Linked DNA regions of Dromaius novaehollandiae: region 1 is linked to region 2. Evidence: chromatin contacts called from public Hi-C data. All regions are on one chromosome and are shown on one strand. Each heading gives the region's core, a stretch centred on a gene start, on an enhancer-like site or on the middle of the called end of the contact. The rest is flanking DNA. Distances are from core to core; before and after follow the strand shown. Region 1 holds the start of LOC112993242 (ras-like GTP-binding protein RHO). Region 2 overlaps HS1BP3 (HCLS1 binding protein 3).

Evidence for each region. Hi-C and Micro-C count contacts between places; a contact is called where the count stands out from the background.
Region 1: a contact with region 2 is called in a Hi-C map of liver, with 15 times the contacts expected there. The contact joins the promoter of LOC112993242 here to the enhancer-like site in region 2. A contact is called at or near these places in 2 of 4 Hi-C or Micro-C datasets (brain and liver).

What each region holds. Positions count from the first base shown.
Region 1 is chr3:11,241,008-11,243,707 of bDroNov1.hap1, forward strand. It overlaps LOC112993242 (ras-like GTP-binding protein RHO), which reads left to right and starts at 1,276. Exons shown (of 3, transcript XM_026116667.2): 1 at 1,276-1,437; 2 at 2,061-2,671. The coding sequence starts at 2,063. The coding sequence ends at 2,626.
Region 2 is chr3:10,827,149-10,829,848 of bDroNov1.hap1, forward strand. All of the region lies in intron 4 of HS1BP3 (HCLS1 binding protein 3), which reads left to right. Among named protein-coding and RNA genes, the nearest start is that of HS1BP3, 27 kb to the left of the region's middle. Within about 2 kb of position 1,288, at least 1 of the 2 cell types and tissues checked has open chromatin away from gene starts, as enhancers often do.

The DNA.
Region 1 (2,700 bases), core at 26-2,525, 410 kb after region 2:
CTAGAAACTGGAATGCCAAGGTTCAAAAGAGGGAGTGGAAAAGAATTGTGTATTTTTGAAGCAGAGGTTCAGGCTAAGTACAGCACAAGTGAAAGCACATGCCAAATAAGAAATGGCTTTATGACCTTAAAGAGCTGTGTGGGACTCAGTGGCATTACTCTGCCTGAGAATAAGTGAAGCAAGTCAGAATCCAATGACTTTTATTTTGTCAAGTTACTATAAAATTTGGGCTTTAGTGGCAAGACTATCAGAGTCGTACCCGAATAATACTCAGGATATATGGTGTGGCAAAGTAAAATTAGACCACCGTAGAAAACTAAAGTGCCTTCAGGCCTCTGACTCACTCAAGCTAAAGAAAAAGCAAGATATGAAGCTCCCCATCTTTGGGCTAAAACCTTCATCTGGAATGAAGAACTCTTCAGTAGCTATATGAAAAAAATGGACTGACCTCGTAACTACATGCCAGCAGTTAAGTATCTGCCTCACCAATAATGCCTTTGCAGTCACTTCTCTCTGCAGAGAGATCAAATTAAGCTACCTTGGTTCCCTTTGTCCTTAGTTTGTAGTGCATGTGAGCACCTTGCAGTCTTTGTCTACCAGGAAAACTGGGACAGAGGCAAAAGAAATGACTTGTCCAATGCCAGCAGGATAGCAGGGAATTCAGTCTTCATCTCTGAAGTCCAAGATAGTTCACACTATCACTTAACTTGAAAACTGGACAGTTCTTTTTCTATAGACCATTGCCTTGATAGATTTCATTTCACTACTGTGAGGGTGGTCACACACTGAAATAGGTTGCCCAGAGAGGTCATGGAGTCTCCATCCTTGGAGATGTTCAAAACCCATCTGGACACAAAGCCTTGAGAACCTGCTGTAGTTGACCCTGCTTTGAGCAGGGGGTTGGACCAGATGATCTCCAGAGATGCCTTCCCACCTCAGCTGTTCTGTGATTCATTTCTCTAAGATGTCTCAGCAGATCCGGAAAAGAGTATCCTGAGGATCTGGCTGGCAGGACTTTGATCTACTGCTGTTTTACTCTCTAGTTCTCAGCCCTATGCACAAAACCAGTTTGGCACACCTGGTACTGAAATGCTCACTCAAGATAAGTTTTGCAATAGGAAAAGGGAATTTCTAAAGCAAATGTGCTGTGATTCGTTAATGGATTGCGTAACTTGCCCTTTATTGTCAGTAAAGTGGGTTTCCTTTAAGAGGCATGATCTCATTCAGTTCTCTTTGTAGATTGGTTGGCTAAATTTAGAAACATCAGCCTATTCCTTTAAATACAATGTTCATCATAATGGTCTTTGTAAAGTGGTGGTGAGTTCTCTGTATAGGGGAATCTGTGGCCTACGGAAACTGAAGTGTAACAAGATTGGAAGAAACCAATCTAATACTGAAAATCAAGAAAGGAAGATTGATGCTGGAAATTACTATCCTGTAAGTCTAACAGACTTCTATTTTATATAAAATAACAGCGAATATATGAGGAGAGAACATTTTCTTAATCCCACATGAGAACAGATCTATGAACAAAGGCAGCATGGATTTACAAAGGATAGCTATTGCCATTGGTAGAATTTCACTGGTGACCATGGTGGGAAAAATGTAGTCAATAAAACTTACTTGGATAGTTGTTCTGTACAGTGTTTTATATTCCATCTCGCTTACAAAATTAAGTCATTCAATCTAGAAAATGAAATCTGTTATGAACTGAACACTGGCCATAAACAGTGCGTGAGATGATAAAACAGAAGCATAGGACACTGCAGGAATTTAGGTTACAGCTAGACTTGTTTTTTATCTTGAACTTCTGATGTGTAAAAATAGTCAAGAGCAAGGTAATCACAATTTCAGAACATTCTAATACTAGAAGAACTGAAGGGCAAAAAAGGAGGAACACAGGTAAGAGAGAAGTATGGAGAGAAAAGATGATATAATGAGAAGAATTCCAAAATAATAGGATTTCTTCTTCCATTCTTCTACTCTTCACAAAAGCTAAAAAAAAAAAAAAAAAAAGGGCACTGGATTAATTCATTTTGTACCTCATCTTGGTTTTCAAGGCATGGCTGCTCTTTGGAGAAAGCTAACTGTTGTTGGAGATGACAGCTGTGGTAAGACATGCCTCCTCTTTGCTCTGCGCCACGAACAGCTTCCCAAATGCTATGAGCCAACTGTGTTTGACACTTACACCACTAACATAGAGGTAGATGGGAAGAACCTGAAGCTAATTCTCTTCGATGTGTCAGGGAAGGATGAAGCCGGTTATCAAAATCTCCGCTCAGTTTCCTATCAGGACACAGACGTTATTTTAATGTGCTTTTCTGTGGACAGGCCAGACTCACTGCAAAACATCCTTGATATTTGGGTTCCAGAAATCAAATTCTTCTGCTCCACAGTACCTATTATTCTGGTAGCTACCAAGATAGACCTAAGGGATGATGAAGGTGTTAGAATTAGCACTGTGAAAGGAAAAGCTTTGGCTGCCAGCATTGGGGCATATGCTTACCTGGAGTGCTCTGCCAAGACAAAAGAAGGTGTTGATACAGCCCTGGAGATTATTAGCCAATGTGTGCTAAATGAGAAAAGAAGAAGAAAGAGGCATCATAGGTCCTGCCGAATTTTGTAAGAGGAGTGAATTTTGTTTTGCTGTTGGATTTCATGATGTGGAAAGGTAAGTAGCTGTCTTTGTTGCTGTTCTGT
Region 2 (2,700 bases), core at 38-2,537:
GCTCAAGGTGACGGAACTGAGCACCTTTTCTAGCTGTGCTTTCCAACCATGGGTATTGAGATGGGTGTGAGAAGGACTCAGCCCTCTTCTCTCATTCCTGTCCTTTGGTAGTTGCTAACTTAATGTACATGCACTCAAGAAAACTTGAGATTTTCTGGAACTCCTGGGTTTCTGGCTGAAGTCTTCAGGTTACATACATAAATGCTTCTTCAGGAGACCTTATTTGACCGGTGAATGCAAAAAAAAAAAAAAAAAAACCCTGTGGCTATGTCCACTTCCAGCAGTCAGAAAGAACTGTAACTGGTGAATCAACGTTAGGTTGCTCACACTGACAGACAGGTTTGGAGAGGAGTGGATGCCCTGTGATAACTTAGAGATCTGAAATTGGCTGCTCTCTTGTTTTCTTTCGTTTTGGGCCCTAGTCACTTCCCTGACCCAAGGAGAACTTGTGAGAGTCACTTTCTCCCTCATGCCAGCATTGTCCTTGTCTGCTTTCTGATTTCCTGATCTAGTGTTGGATTTCTGGTCCTAAAAGAATATGCAGTCATTGTTTCCCCCATTACTTACTTTGAATCAATTGCCTTGCTTAAACTTCAGTTGCGAGTTTCTTTCATGCCTGGCTTGAGTGATTCCAGTACGTACACAGCTGCAACCTGAGGATCCTCTGGGAAGGAATTTAAGTAATTATTTTAATGTGCTTCATTTTCTTTCTGATTAGAACACTGAATATATTTTAATGGTGTTTATGAATTGTGATTTTGTGTTTATGCAATCATCCTACACCCAAAGGATCGTGAATAATTCTGTCTAGTGCTATAGCTATGTATGCCATCCAGCAGTGTTTTCATGCAGAACCCAAACGTAACTACACCTAGGGTAAAAGGCAGGAAGGACTTCACAGCTTAATACAACACCTCATTGCAGCATCAGACAGTGAGTGAAGAATGTGTAATTCAGTTGGTAACACAGGGGTAATTGCACCAATGTAAATTTAAATACAGAGTTTGTAAGTTGACCAGCTCAGTGAAGTAGAGTCTGCTTTTAAGAAAAATGTCGTGGGATTTTTAATGGGCCTGGTTCATTGTTTGCAATATATTAAAGCAATGAAATTTGCCACACACTTTTCTGTATATAGAAGAATTGTAAAGCCAAGTAATGTCAGGGAAGTGGAATGAAACAACATTGCCACTAGCTGGCACCAGTTTTCAAATAATTCCCGTAGTCCTTTAAGTGAACTCTCTGCTTTTGATTTTCCCTTCCTGTTCAACAGCGATGTGCGGTCATTTGTAGCAGTGTAGAACTAAACAGTGGTGAAGGCATGCAGAAGCTGCCATGAGCCGTTCTGCAGACACATTAACTAAGTCCTTAGACCATCCGAGACAGATGTGTAGGAAGCAGCCAATTCTCAAAGGGTACAGGATAAATTTACAACTACACAGAATAAAAAGTTTCTTTTTTTTTTACTCCTGCTTTGGAAGAGGGTTGAGTATGAGGTAATTGGGCAGATTTAAACATGCTTTGTTTCATGGGCTTTAGAATAATAGGATGACTCAAGTCCTTAATTAGAATAAAAAAGCATTACCTCATCGATTAGCCTGCTCCTTTCACCAAGGCAGGGGAAATCTTTAGTCAGTAGACCCAGAGAACTGTTTGTAGATGAGACAGACTGCTAATGAGGGACGGATTCAGAGCTGCCCTGTTTTTTTTCCTGTTCACTATGTTTAACAGAATTGTTTGCTCTAAAAGAAGCAGTGGGGGGGGAGTGTGAATGTGTGCTCAGTTTAAATCAAGATGGGAGACTTGCTTTTCCTTTCATCTGATGCTGTCAAGTTCCCAACTTAGCAGACTTATTAAAGCCATTGTTGCCTTTTCCCCATGGAGCTGTTGCAGAAGTTTCTGTCTTGGTTTCAAAGGATCAAAGAATTAGCTTTTGGAAAACTGTTTTTGGAAATGAACTATATAACCTTGCCAAAAATGCATGAATTGGCCATTGTAACTGTGGGCTGGTACTAATTAACACACCTGGGGGATCAGATCCGTTTGCTACCACCCCTTGCAGCAATTAGCTGGATCTGGGAACGTCTAAAGTGCCGGCAGAAGGAGGATTGTTCTGAAGGACAGACATACAGCTGGGACTCAGCAGATCTTGATGCTGCTCTTGAATTCTCACAGATTGCATCTTGGGTACAGTATTTAGAAGTTAGATCTCTCTGCTATCCCTTTGGTAAAAGGAATAAAACTGATTTCATAAGTCTGCCTGTGGAAAAGTTCACTTTTGCTTAGATATCTGAGGTCTTGTAGGGGAAGATCTATTAGAAATGTGACCTTGAAATCATTGTTAATGGCAGTTATCATTGAAGTTAAACAAATGCTTTCTATTACCTTCCATAGGTTTTGGACAAGGCTCCAAACCTTTCTTTCCATATTGCTTGAGATACCTGGCATCAACATGTTCTGTCTGGGTGAGAAGGGGTAGGATTTATCATCACAGTGAACTGTGCAGCTGTGCGAGATGATTTGACTGTGGCTTAACTAGTAAATAAAACTGGACAGGAACTGTAGTCTTGCTCTGTGCCAGCTAGGATGACGTAGCTCCTGACCATACAGCTAAACCCTTTTGCTCCCCAGGGCAAGCTGACCATGTCCAAAGTGGAAGAGGCCCTGAGCTTGTACTGATTCCTAAATTATGTCCAGGCATCG